Linked DNA regions of Mus musculus: all the other regions are linked to region 1. A link is a contact called in public HiChIP or PLAC-seq and promoter capture Hi-C data. All regions are on one chromosome and are shown on one strand. Each heading gives the region's core, a stretch centred on a gene start, on an enhancer-like site or on the middle of the called end of the contact. The rest is flanking DNA. Distances are from core to core; before and after follow the strand shown. Region 1 has its middle 40 kb from the start of Parp14. Region 2 has its middle 33 kb from the start of Parp14. Region 3 overlaps Parp9 (poly (ADP-ribose) polymerase family, member 9).

Region 1 (3,923 bases), core at 375-2,874:
GTCCTGACTTCCTTTGGTGATGAACAGCAATAAGGAAGTGTAAGCCGAATAAACCCTTTCCTCCCCAACTTCTTCTTGGTCATGATGTTTGTGCAGGAATAGAAACCCTGACTAAGACAGCCTTCAACACCTTCCTTCCAGAAAGCCATAATGTTAATGAGCATAATGGTCTCGTGGACCATAGGATTGTATGGTTATTTCTCCCCAGGAACACTGGTTGGCTTCAGTGATCTCTAAGAGAAACAACAAAGATGCAAGGAAACCTCCAGGGTCCAACTTCCCTTCACTTTCTCCAAGTAGCAAAAACACCAGGTAGTAGCTCTACCTGGTGAGGATGCCTTTCAGTTTCTTCCTGTTAGTTTTAATGATGTTGCCTTTAAGTAGATTTAGCTGACTTCTAAAAAGAAATATTAGTTGTCAAGTATTTTAGAATCTTAAAGCATTGCATACATGTAATTCAGTCTTAAAAACAGAAGTGTATGTCTCTATATAGTTTACCTCCACTGAAGTCAGTTTTCTGGATAGATATGAAAAATAGGAATAAGTGACTAGTGCTGGCTTTCTTTCTCTCTAAGCAATAACGTGGATCTTGTTTTAGTCAAACTGACTGCAGTCCTTTCTTAATAACCACAAAAAGGCAATAAGCAGCAGCATCACTGGGATGGGTATGTGCCAGGCAGTTGACGTCTGACATCAGACCGACCAAGGTGGCACTGCGGCATTTTAGACATCCAATTTCCTTTTCTTTTTCAAGTTTGTCAGTTGTTTAAACTATTACTTTTCTCTATCAGGATATAGTGTCACCAGAGTCAGGTCAAGAGACCATCTGCTGCTCAAAACATCACAGTGGACTTAGTTATTTAAAGCCACTATAACCTAAGTAAGTAGGAATCAACAGAGCCATGCGTGGCCACATTCAAAATCTCCCAAAAGCACTTTATAGCTGCTAACGTCCCTGGTCCCTGTGTTTTAACTGGCCTACGGTAATCTTATTAAAATTACAGCGTTAAGACTGTACTTTTTTTTTTTTTTTCTTTTTTCCCAGAAACAATGGTAACTCAATCTCTGGGCCCAACAAGTAGAATCCTAATCTTGTAAGCCATATTAAATCTAATGTCTCCAGTGGTGAATCCTAGTGGATTAGCCATAAACCGCTACATCTTGTCCTTATGCTATCCCTGTCCAAAAAGAGCCAGAGTCCCTCTACTCCTTCCCCTATCCAACCCGGAAGTCCCGCCTACTCGCCCAGTGATTGACTCCTTCATTCATTAGGCGATTGGTTCACAAGACGTCACCTGACTCGCTCCTTGTCCAAAGCCCTTCCCAGGAGAGCAGAATTAGCATCAAAATACAAACAGCACCTGGCCCATCCACAACACTTACCCCTTTCTATTCTAGTAAAAAACAAAACCTTTCTCTCAAATACAAATTGAGCACAACTATTACCATTTTGCAATTTATAAAGTACAAGGTAGACCTAACATCCAGTCCATCATTTTTGTCAATAAAATAGAGCACTGTCATCTACTAACTTTAAAAAGCCTTATAATTCTACACCTGACTTAGACCTGGCTTTAGATTGTATGCCATCTGAAAACCATCCTCCCAAGCCTGTTCTCTCAAGGTAAATAGCCTGGGTTGGCTAGGAGACTTTAAGTAGTCTTTCACCCCGTCAGGAATCCGAGAGTGACCAACATTACCTGAAAATATATAGGAAGCCTAACACAGCTTCCAGAACTGAGACAATTGTAGAGCCAGCTGCCTACCTATACCTTCCCAGTAAGTCAGGAAGCTGGAGCATCCATCTATCTGTCTTCAGCCTTCTGGCCCAGGATCATCTGACAGACCTTAAAGAAACAGGAATATTAAGGACGAGCCTGTTCTGTCTCTGCAGAACTAAGCTGTGCTAACCTGTAACTTGTGTCCTTTCGAGAACAGTACAGGTCTGCAGGAGAGATAGGATGTTTCTGCTCCGTGGCTACCTAGCCACAGTGTTCAACCTCACCTGGAGGTAAGATGCTCAGCTGCTTCTCTGAGTCCACGAATGGGAAGCTGTTAGGAGCAGATATATCTCAACAAGTGAATAAATAACATTAAATATCATATCTGTGGAATTCTGACATTTTTGAAAACCAATCTATCTATGTAAGGTAATCTGGACTGTTCTCTGTTAACTATTCTCAGCCATTTCTAATTAAATATCTGAAAATCCCCTAACAATAAACTCAGAGCCATGAATTTTCTATTTTGCCTTTAACTCACAGGCTTAAACATCTTGGATCTATTTACAGTAACAGTTATAAAAGGACTGGGTCTAAGCCCTGCACTTTTAATTTTTTTTTATCAATAGAAGAAACTTATGCCAATGAAAACCTTGATTTTTGCATCAAAATAAATTCTGTTCCAAAATAAGAAATTATGACTTCAACTTAGTAACAATTAAAAAGATTTCTACCTGGGCTGGAGAGATGGCTCAGTGGGTAAGAGCACTGACTGCTCTTCTGAAGGTCCTGAGTTCAAATCCCAGCAACCACATGGTGGCTCACAACCATCCATAACGAGATCTGACACCCTCTTCTGGAGTGTCTGAGGAAAGCTACAGTGCACTTACATATAATAAATAAATAAATATTAAAAAAACATTTCTACCAGCTGGGCGTGGTGGCGCACACCTTTAATCCCAGCACTTGGGAGGCAGAGGCAGGCAGGTTTCTGAGTTCGAGGCCAGCCTGGTCTACAGAGTGAGTTCCAGGACAGCCAAGACTACACAGAGAAACCCTGTCTTGAAAAACCAAAAAAAAAAAAAAAAAGATTTCTATCAAATGAGATTATGGCTATGCAATCAATTCTAGCTATTCCTCCTTGTTCCAATTATGACCATTTCTACATTCCCTAGAAAGACAACCTATAATAACCCCCACCAACCCCAAAGCCCAGGGAACTGGGGTGACAACTCTTCATAACTTTTTTTTTTTAGTTTTATTAGGAAGGGTTCCACTGTAGTGTAGGAGTTAGACCAGTCAGTCTATATACCTGTGAAGTACAGTTATGGATCGGGACCCTCTGGAGAGGTGCAAAGCCACTTAAGAAGAGCTCTGCAAAACTACTGTTCTGACACGTTTGTCTGCAGTTCCCAGAAAAAAGCTGAGCTTTCCTTCTATGTGAAATCATTTCATTAAAACCATCACCATCAGCCATGCTGGAGGACTGAAGAGTGTCGCAGATTTCTGAGGCCAGAAGTTTTGTTTCTCCTGCTGCTAAATTCCGTAGCGGGTTAGCTATCGGCAAAGCATCAGGCTCTTCATTTATAGTAGAAGAGGATGAATTCATCTTCTATGACTTGCACATGAATAAAAGCTTCTTATATTCCTCCAGAGCTCCAGGCATCCGGAGCCTGCTGCAGCATCAGAGCCTCACCCACCAACCACCGTGGACGAGTGGCAGGTGGCAGAGACCCCAAGCCACTGCCTGATTCAAAGAACCACGGGGCTGAGTGGCTGGGGGCAAAACCTGAGTTTAGGTTTTAATGCTATTTATGCACTAAGGGGCTCCAAAGGCAAAAGGTACCTGAGCCCCAAAGTCCTGGTATGGCTGCCCTGGGTGTCAGGGCTGTTGGCATCTTTGAGGTGCTTGCTGAAAACAGACTCTAGATGGCACAGAGTGTCCCTCAGGTGACCAAGGAACATAGGACTGTGTGGCTTACAGTGAGCTCTCAAGACCTGTCACTGGCTCCAGGCTCGCTGCTCACTGGAGAGACTTTCTAAACCTTACCTGCATTGTACCCTTCCAGTAATTTCCAACTGAATGTTAGCACCTTAAGGGCCCCTTGGTGCTGTCCTATTTGGTTGTGACTTTCTATCAGCAGTGGCCACTGTTTGTCATCATTGAGCTGCTCCTATGTTTGCCCTTCAGCAGAAAAAAAA
Region 2 (4,293 bases), core at 862-3,361, 74 kb after region 1:
GAATATATTTAGCAGCTCATATTGAAAGATGCCAGCTTAACAATTTTAAATGGTGAAGAGGAAATGTCTCCAGTCAGTTCTATTACACCACTGTTCACCTTACATGCAATGATGAGTGGGGATTTTTAGCAGCATTTCCTAAGAGCAAAACATTTTCTCTATGTGCTTAAAAAAAAAAAAGTGTCAGCTGGCCTTGATACGTGATGGACTTTGGCACAAGCTCTTTCGAGGGATCCCCTAACCAGGCTGCATGCGTCTGAGCCTATTTGTATTGCTTACTAGCTGTGATGGTTTGAAGGAGAAATGTCTCCCATAGGCTCATACATTTGAATGCTCGGCCCGTGGTTGGTAGAACTATTTGGGAAGGATGAGGAGGTGTGGCCGAGTTGGAGGAGGTGTGTCACTGAGGATGAGCTTTGAGGTTGCAAAGCCCACACCATTTCCAGTGTCTCTCTGTAATCTCTCTCAGCTACAGCTTCAGCTCCATGAATGCCTGCTTGTCACTATGCTCCCCACCATGGCAGTCATGGACTCTAACTTACTTCTGGAACCCTAAGCCCCGTATCAATTGCTTTCTTTTATAAGTTTCTTTAGTCATGGTGCTTTGTAATGTCAATAGAAAAATAATTAAGATACTAGCTATCCAAACTTCTCCTTAATTACTTAATTACCCAAGTTCCTCATCTTCAAAATGGGGAAACGAGAAATGAGTCAGGCCACAAGCAGGGCTTGAAATGATGTGGCTATGGTGACCAATTTTGGCTGTCAACTTGACAGGCTTGGGATACCGTCTTAGTTAGGATTTGTATTGCTGTGAAGAGACACTGTGACAACCCTTCTAAAGGAAAGCATTTAATTGGGGCTGGATTACAATTTCAGAGTCCATTGTCATTGTGGCAGGAAGCATTGTGGGACACAGGCAGACATGTGGCTGGAGACCCCATGGGTAGCTGAGAGTTCTACATCTTAATCTGCTGACAGCAGGAAGAGACAACCACTAGGCCTTGCTTGAGCTTCTGAAACCTCAATCCCATGGGGCCCGGTGACGTACTTCCTCCAACAAGACCACACCTACCCCAAGAAGACTGAAACTCTGTAGTGAGAATTTTGGTTTCCTTAAAAACCTATTTATGGTTGGGCGTGATGGTGCACACCTTTAATCCCAGCACTTGGGAGGCAGAGGCAGGCAGATTTCTGAGTTAGAGACCAGCCTGGTCTACAAAGTGAGTTCCAGGACAGCCAGGGCTATACAGAGAAACCTTGTCTAGAAAAACCAAAAAAAAAAAAAAAAAAAAAACAAACAAACAAACAAAAAAACCTCAAAAACAAAAAAACTATTTATGCTATGTTAATATGTTTTTGTTTTGATCCCAGGTGTGGGATATGGAGCTGCTTCAGTTTGTCCATAGTGGTTAATTATGATTGCCTCATGTACTAGCAGGGGAATGATCCTTGCCAACACAGAGTTTAAGTCTGGAGACTCTGGAAAGGGAATAAATGGGAGAGCCACCAGAAGACCCATGGCAGCTGCTGCCCCGACTTGCTGCTGCTTTTGTTATTGCTGGATCTCTTTGGATTTCTGGATTTCTGGATTGCTGGATTGCTGGATTGCTGGATTGCTGGATTGATGGATTGATGGATTGATGGATTACTAGTTGGATTTACCCCCAAGGACTCTGACACCTCTAATCAGCAGGAAGTAAAGAAGTCTAAGCCTCTTTTCCCTTTTAACCTTTCTCTCCTACCTAGTGTTGGGGGTTGGAAGAGATTGGGGTGGAGTAAGGGTCAGAAGGGTGGTAGATAATAGAACCCAAAAGAGTAGCCCCTCCCCCCCCCAATACAACAATGCATTTCCTAATAGTGCCACTTCCTATGGGCCTATGGGGGCCATTTTCATTCAAATCACCACAGACAGGAAACCTCAGGTTGGCCTGTGAGCATATCTGTGGGACAGCTTATTGATTGCCAATCGGTATAAAAAGGCCTAGCCCACTGTGTGGTGTTGCTGATTGCAGGGTCTGGATATGCAAAGAGGTGAGAGTGACAGGCCAGGCAACGGCAGCTTTGGGACACTACCAAAGGAGGAAATGAAATAGGGGAAGCAAATGTCCTGGAGGAACGCTGGATCTGGTGTCACTTTAAGGCCCACATGTTAAAGGTCCAGCCTCTAGCTAAGTGCTATTGACAGGGGGCAGAACCTTTAAGAGGCAGAGCTAATGGGATGTCATGGCGGGGTATGGTCTCAGAGAAGATGCTGAGAACCTTGTCTCTCCTTTCTTGCACTTCTTAGTCATGAGGAACAGGTTTGCTCCACCACATACTTTAGCCAGATGTGCTGCTCAGCGCAGGCCCAAAGCAATGAGGCCAATTAATTAATGGCTGGGATCTCCAAAGCTAGGACACACACACACACACACACACACACACACACACACACACACACAAACCTTTCCCTTTTATAAGACAACTGGTCTCAGACATTTGTTCTAGTAACAGAAGATGACTAGCCTAAGGTTGGACATGTAAAACGACACTAAGGAAAAAAGAAATAGAGAAGAAAGGCAGAAAAGACTCCTGGGTTCTGCCACAGAGCACCAGATGCTACCCTGACTTCACTGAGAGTAAGAGCAAGCCCAAGAGAAGGTAGCCAATTCAAGACGTTCAAGACACAAAGATGCAACCCTCTTCCAGTTGTTACCTGGGAAACAGAGGTGCACAACATCTAGTCACACCATTCGAGATCACTGAGACTGGTTTCCTGACATTATTTTCTCTGAGAAGTCAACTATTATTTTGTACTCTCTAAGAAGGAACCAAACTGAAGCCATTTTTTTTAAAATAAAACCTCCATTTTGAATAGGGACCAAATAAAAGTTGAAGTTCCCAAGACCTCTCTGAGTAACTGACATCCTGGTTGGCAGAGAGAGACATGTACATAGGTAACTGGCATCCTGGTTGCCAAGTTGAGACATAAATGCTAGGCAAGTTGCCCTGCCACAGTTGAACAACCCAACCAATGGGAACAGGATAAGTGTACCACAAAGACACATTCCTCAGGAAATCCCCTATCCCTAAGCACTGATTGGTGGGAAAATGTAACCATAACTTGGCACAGGTGTCTGTGGTTTTGAAACTTAAAAGGTCTGCGAACCTGTGGCTCTGGGTCACACAGTTCCGCTCCCAAGTCTGTTCTGCAGCTGTGACCGATCAGTGGCAGCTTGATTACAATAAAGTTTTGTCATCTGTGTTGACCTGGCATTTGAGCTGTGCTGGGTCTAAATGGATCTCATAAAAACTCAGTTCACCTCATATAATTCAGTCTCCTCCCATCTGTGCAGCTGAAAAGAAGAAGAAGAAGAAGAAGAAGAAGAAGAAGAAGAAGAAGAAGAAGAAGAAGAAGAAGAAGAAGAAGAAGAAGAAGAAGAAGAAGAAGAAGAAGAAGAAGAAGAAGAAGAAGAAGAAGAAGAAGAAGAAAGACAAGTGGAACCAATGCACAACACATCGGTTACTGAGAGCTGCACCTTCATTTCTGAGAAATGAAAACTGCTGACTGCTCAGATAGCCGCGAGGCCCCTCCCCTCTCTCCCGGTTCACTCCGGGAGCAGTTTTAACTTTCTGTTATTCAGAATTACTTTTGTAATTGGTGGGGGAAATAAGGAGCTTATTGGAGTTACTTACAGGAGCTTGAGTGAAGGGTTTCTCACTCAAAACCAAATGCATCACAAAGAAGTGCCACCTCTCCATGTGAAGATTTCCCCCCAAAGCTGTGTGACCCATCCCCATCCAGATTCTTTAACTCAATAACTATATTACTGAGGCTGGGTGTTGGTGTGTGCCTTTTGTCCCAGCACTTAGGAAGTGGAGACAGGCATATCTTTGTGAGTCCCAGGCCAGCATTGTCTACAGACTGAGTTCAGGATAGCCAGGGCTTCATAGAGAAACTCTGTCTCACAAAACAAAACAAAACAAAACACTCACCAAAAATATCGTTTATATTGTTGAATATTTGGGGTGCTGTTTAAAGGTATTATCTGGGGCCTAATAAGATGACTCATCAGGTAAGAGCACGGACTGCTCTTCCAAAGGTCCTGAGTTCCAATCCCAACAACCACATGGTCACATGGTGGCTCACAACCACCCATAATTAGATCTGACGCCCTCTTCTGGTGTGTCTGAAGTCAGTATATATATATATATATATATATATATACAGTGTGTATATGTATAATAATAAATAGATCTTTGGGCTGGAGCAAGCAGGGACTGGGCGAATGGAGTTGACCAGAGCAAGCA
Region 3 (4,361 bases), core at 499-2,998, 120 kb after region 1:
TGATGGTGCCCCTCTAGAAGCACCCCTGGGCTGGCTGGCTTGGTGGCAGAATGCTTGCTTAGCATGGGTTTGATTGCCTGCCCTGGGAGAAGCAGGCTGATCTTAGGTTGGGGGAGTTGTGAACTAGCAGGAGGAAGGCTATCAGGGAGGCTTGAGTGACTTGGTCAGAGAGACAGACAGGAAATGATCAGCCTGGCTGGACACACTGAAGTTTAAAGTTATTATTATCTTTTTAAAGATTTACTTATTTATGTATATGAATACACTGTAGCTGTCTTCAAACATACCCGAAGAGGGCATGAGATCCCATTACAGATGGTTGGGAGCCACCATGTGGTTACTGGGAATTGAACTCAGGACCTCTAGAAGGGCAGTCAGTGCTCTTAGCCCCTGAGCCATCTCTCCAGTCCCCACAATCAAATTATAATTAACTGTCAGGGAGAGTAGCGCTTACAGCCTATGAGATATCAGAGCGAAGGCTGAGGAGACTCCATGAAGTGAACGATCTGAGGAGTCGTTAGTGTGGCATTTAACATTTAAGCAGAAATGTTATTTTTTAAAAAGATTTATTTATGGGCTGGTGAGATGGCTCAGCGGGTAAGAATACCCGACTGCTCTTCTGAAGGTCCCGAGTTCAAATCCCAGCAACCACATGGTGGCTCACAACCATCTGTAAGGAGATCTGACTCCCTCTTCTGGAGTGTCTGACGACAACTACAGTGTACTTACATATAATAATAAATAAATAAATCTTAAAAAAATAAAAAAGACTATTAATAATAATATATTATTATATTAAGATTTATTTATTATTATATGTAAGTACACTGTAGCTGACTTCAGACGCACCAGAAGAGGGAGTCAGATCTCCTTACAGATGGTTGTGAGCCACCATGTGGTTGCTGGGATTTGAACTCGGGACCTTCAGAAGAGCAGTCGGGTGCTCTTACCCACTGAGCCATCTCGCCAGCACCAAGCAGAAACATTATTAAATAGCATCCTTTTACCAGATTTTTTATCATCTTCATTTATTGTTAGCAGCATCAGGAACCTTACATCTTCTGAAGGGTGCCAGTGCCCCCCAATGGCAAATTCAGATTGCTTTTTCAGGGCAAAACCATTAATGTCCATGATAAAAGGAGTACTTTGGCAAATGCCTAGAGCCCAACACCCCAGAGGCAGAGGCAGAGGCAGAAGACTTGATCTAAATTTGAGGCCAGCCTGATCTACAAGCTGCAAGCCAGCCAAGATGACACAGTGATACCCTGTCACAAAACAAAGTCCACAGAAGTACCTAAGTTTCCTTTGATGGATGATAAGAATTTTGGTACTTGTTTTGTTAGGGTTTTTATTGCTATGAAGAGACACCATGACCAAGACAACTCTTATAAAGGCAAACACTTAATTGGGGCTGGCTTTCAGTTTCAGAGGTTCAGTCTGTCCATTATCATGATGACAGGAAGCATGACAGCATGCAGGCAGACATGAGACTGAAAGAGCCTAAAGTTCTACATCTTTATCCAAGCCAAGAGAAGACTGTCTTCCAGGCAGCTAAGAGGAGGCTCTCAAAGCTCAGCCCCACAGTGACACCCTTCCCTCAACCAGGCCACAGCTCCTAACAGGCCACTCCCTATGGGACAAGCATATTCAAACCGCCAGAGTACTGAAGCTCTAAGGGCGCAGCTCACTTTAGCACTGATCTCAGAGTTCAGAGACAAAGTAGTAAGAAATGCAGTTGATGTCTATGTGTACGCTGTTTCTGTAGATCTGTGGTTCTCAGCCTTCCTAAAGCTGTGGCCCTTTAACACAGTTCCTCATCTTAAGGTGACCCCTGACTGTAAAATTACTTTTGTTGCTACTTCATAACTGTAATTTACTGTTACTGTTATACTGTTATGAATCACAATGTAAATATCTGCCTGAGGCGACCGCTGTGAAAGGGTCATTTGACACCTCCAAAGGGGTCATGACCTACAGGTTGAGAACGGCTGCTGAAGATGAACTGGTTAAGTGGCTGCCTATAGAATAGTTGGGTAAGTGTGTTTGGTGACCCATACAGAAAGAAAGCTCTGTTTCACTAAAGTCCTTTTGGCCTTGTTTATACTTTCTTTAACCTTGGACATGAGAACATAAAGACAGGAGATGTCTTCTGTTCCTAAAGTTCCTAAGACACTTTTTCTTTGTTACCAAGCAGCCTACACAGAAACAACAAGAAGTGACAGAGATAAGGCAGAGAATAAAATCCGTATGGATGTGTCTTGAAAATAACCATGGGACACAGGGCAGTTGTGGCACACGCCTTTAATCCCACTTGGGAGGCAGAGGCAGGCGGATTTCTGAGTTCGAAGCCAGCCTGGTCTACAAAGTGAGTTCCAGGACAGCCAGGGCTATACAGAGAAACCCTGTCTGGAAATACCAAAAAAAAAAAAAGAACCCTGGGCTTACTGGCCTAGGGATTTGGCTCAGGGGTAGAATGTTTCCTTAGCATGTGCATGGTCCTGAGTTCAGTCCTTAGCACTGGGGAAACAACATAATAGCTGGATGAGTAGACTGTGTATGCTGGTAATTTTAGCTCTGAAGAGATGAGTATAGCTCAAGGTTATTCTGGAGCCATTGTGTCCCAGTTTTTGTTTTGTTTTGTTTAAAAAAAAAAAAAAAGAAGGCACACATTCAGGTAAAAAGATAGAAGGGCTAGAGGATACGGTTCAATGGGTAGAGTATTTCTTGCTTAACAGCATGAAGCCTTGGGTTTAGTCCCTAGAGCCCATAAATCTGTAATCCTAACACACGGCAGGTAGAAACAAGAGGATCAGAAATTTAAGTTCCTCTTCAGCTATCTGGGACATCTGAGGTCATCCAGGCTACAGGAGACACCATCGCAAAACCACAACAAACAAGTTATGACGGTGCCTGCCTTTCAGTCCAGCGCTGAGGAGATGGAAACAGATGGATCTCTGTGGACTTGAGGTCTGCCTGGTCTCTATAGTGAGTAACAGGCCAGCCATGGTTACATGGTGAGATATTGCACCCCCCCCCCCAAAAAAAAAAAAAAAAACAAAGGAAAGAACCAACCAACCAAAGAGGCTAGGGAGAAGGCTCAGCTGTTAAGGGTGTGACTGTTCTATTGGAGGACCTGAGTTCTGTCTCCACCCAGTAAATCGGGCAGCTCCCAACTCTTTGAGTCCAGCTTCAGAGACTGACGCCCTCTCTGGGATTTTGCAGGCACTACACTCATGTATACAAACCCACACAGAGATATACACATCTATTGAAAATAAAATCTTTTTTTTTTAATTTAATTTTAGTAGTTTATGGGTATGAGTGTCTTGTCTGCATGTGTGTTGGCCACCAAATGCATGCCTGGTGACTGCAGAGCTGAGAAGAGGGCTTCAGATCCTCTGGAAGTAGAGTTATAAGCTTTTATGTGCTAGCTGGGAGGTGAACCCTGGTCCCCCGCAAGAACAACAATTGCTCTTAACCACTGAGCCAACTCTCCAGCCTGAAAATAGAGTCTTTCAAACAAAAGGAGTTAGACGGAATGACCAGAATCTTGAAATATATTAAGTATAATTCAACAAAAGGTAAGAGTAATGATAATATTTTTTATATATGTACATCATTTCAAAATAGGGTGAACAACCTCATAGCAATGAAATGTATATGTCTCTATTACAAAACCAATTTTTGGATCTGGAATTTTCAAAAAGTATTTTTCTAAACTTTTATGGATGTACAAATTAGTTATTTTAGAAGGAGGGATTTAACAATGAATCCTGTGTTTTCTTCCCTTTTCAGACAGATGTAATTGTTAATTCTGGATACATGCAGGATTTTAAATCAGGACGAGTGGCACAGTCGATTCTTAGACAAGCAGGGGTTGAAATGGAAAAGGAACTTGACAAGGTTAACCTGTCCACAGATTATCAAGAGGTGTGGGTCACAAAAGGATTTAAATTGTCCTGTCAGTATGTCTTCCATGTGGCATGGCATTCCCAAATCAACAAATACCAGGTAAGTTAAAAATAACCCTAAATTTGTACCCTTGCACGATCCAAGCATTTTGATAAGTTTCCATTGTTTGATTATGTTTATCAAAAATCGTTAGATGGTGTCTTAGTTAGGGTTTCTATTGCTGTTAAGAGACAACTCTTACAATGGCAACTCTTATAAAGGACAACATTTAGTTGGGGCTGGCTTGAAGGTTCAGAGCTTCAGTCCATTATCATCAAGGCAGGAGCATGGCAGCACCCAGGCAGGCATGAGGCTGGAAGCGCAGAAAGTTCTATATTTTGATCCAAAGGCAGACAGGAGAAGAGTGTCTTGCAAGCAGCTAAGAGGGGGATCTCATTGCCTGTCCCCAC

Evidence for each region. Promoter capture Hi-C pulls out the DNA fragments that hold promoters and counts their contacts. HiChIP or PLAC-seq counts read pairs in DNA pulled down with a chosen protein or histone mark.
Region 2: an H3K27ac HiChIP or PLAC-seq map of embryonic stem cells shows a contact between it and region 1, with 5 read pairs. The contact joins two enhancer-like sites. A contact is called at or near these places in 4 of 39 promoter capture datasets (3T3-L1-derived adipocytes, the HPC-7 cell line, embryonic stem cells and 1 more), 2 of 15 datasets of contacts at CTCF or cohesin (the G1E-ER4 cell line and pro-B cells), 9 of 484 Hi-C or Micro-C datasets (the G1E-ER4 cell line, the HL-1 cell line, Sertoli cells and 3 more), 3 of 115 datasets of contacts at active chromatin or transcription factors (astrocytes and embryonic stem cells) and 1 of 9 other capture datasets (embryonic stem cells).
Region 3: a promoter capture Hi-C map of embryonic stem cells shows a contact between it and region 1, with 2.6 times the contacts expected there. The contact joins two enhancer-like sites. A contact is called at or near these places in 5 of 39 promoter capture datasets (3T3-L1-derived adipocytes, embryonic stem cells, hippocampal neurons and 2 more), 1 of 15 datasets of contacts at CTCF or cohesin (the G1E-ER4 cell line), 13 of 484 Hi-C or Micro-C datasets (the G1E-ER4 cell line, the HL-1 cell line, the N1E-115 cell line and 9 more), 3 of 115 datasets of contacts at active chromatin or transcription factors (all in embryonic stem cells) and 3 of 9 other capture datasets (adipose tissue, liver and pancreatic islet).

Annotation. Positions count from the first base shown.
Region 1 is chr16:35,828,932-35,832,854 of GRCm38.p6, forward strand. It overlaps a transcript of Parp14 not described here. Among named protein-coding and RNA genes, the nearest start is that of Parp14, 40 kb to the right of the region's middle. Within about 2 kb of position 1,625, at least 17 of the 459 cell types and tissues checked have an H3K27ac peak or open chromatin away from gene starts, as enhancers often do. A contact at or near this core is called in embryonic stem cells, where this site is marked.
Region 2 is chr16:35,902,465-35,906,757 of GRCm38.p6, forward strand. No RefSeq gene overlaps it. Among named protein-coding and RNA genes, the nearest start is that of Parp14, 33 kb to the left of the region's middle. Within about 2 kb of position 2,112, at least 75 of the 459 cell types and tissues checked have an H3K27ac peak or open chromatin away from gene starts, as enhancers often do. A contact at or near this core is called in embryonic stem cells, where this site is marked.
Region 3 is chr16:35,949,768-35,954,128 of GRCm38.p6, forward strand. Parp9 (poly (ADP-ribose) polymerase family, member 9) reads left to right here. Exons shown (of 11, transcript NM_030253.3): 5 at 3,796-4,011. Among named protein-coding and RNA genes, the nearest start is that of Dtx3l, 13 kb to the left of the region's middle. Within about 2 kb of position 1,749, at least 12 of the 459 cell types and tissues checked have an H3K27ac peak or open chromatin away from gene starts, as enhancers often do. A contact at or near this core is called in embryonic stem cells, where this site is marked.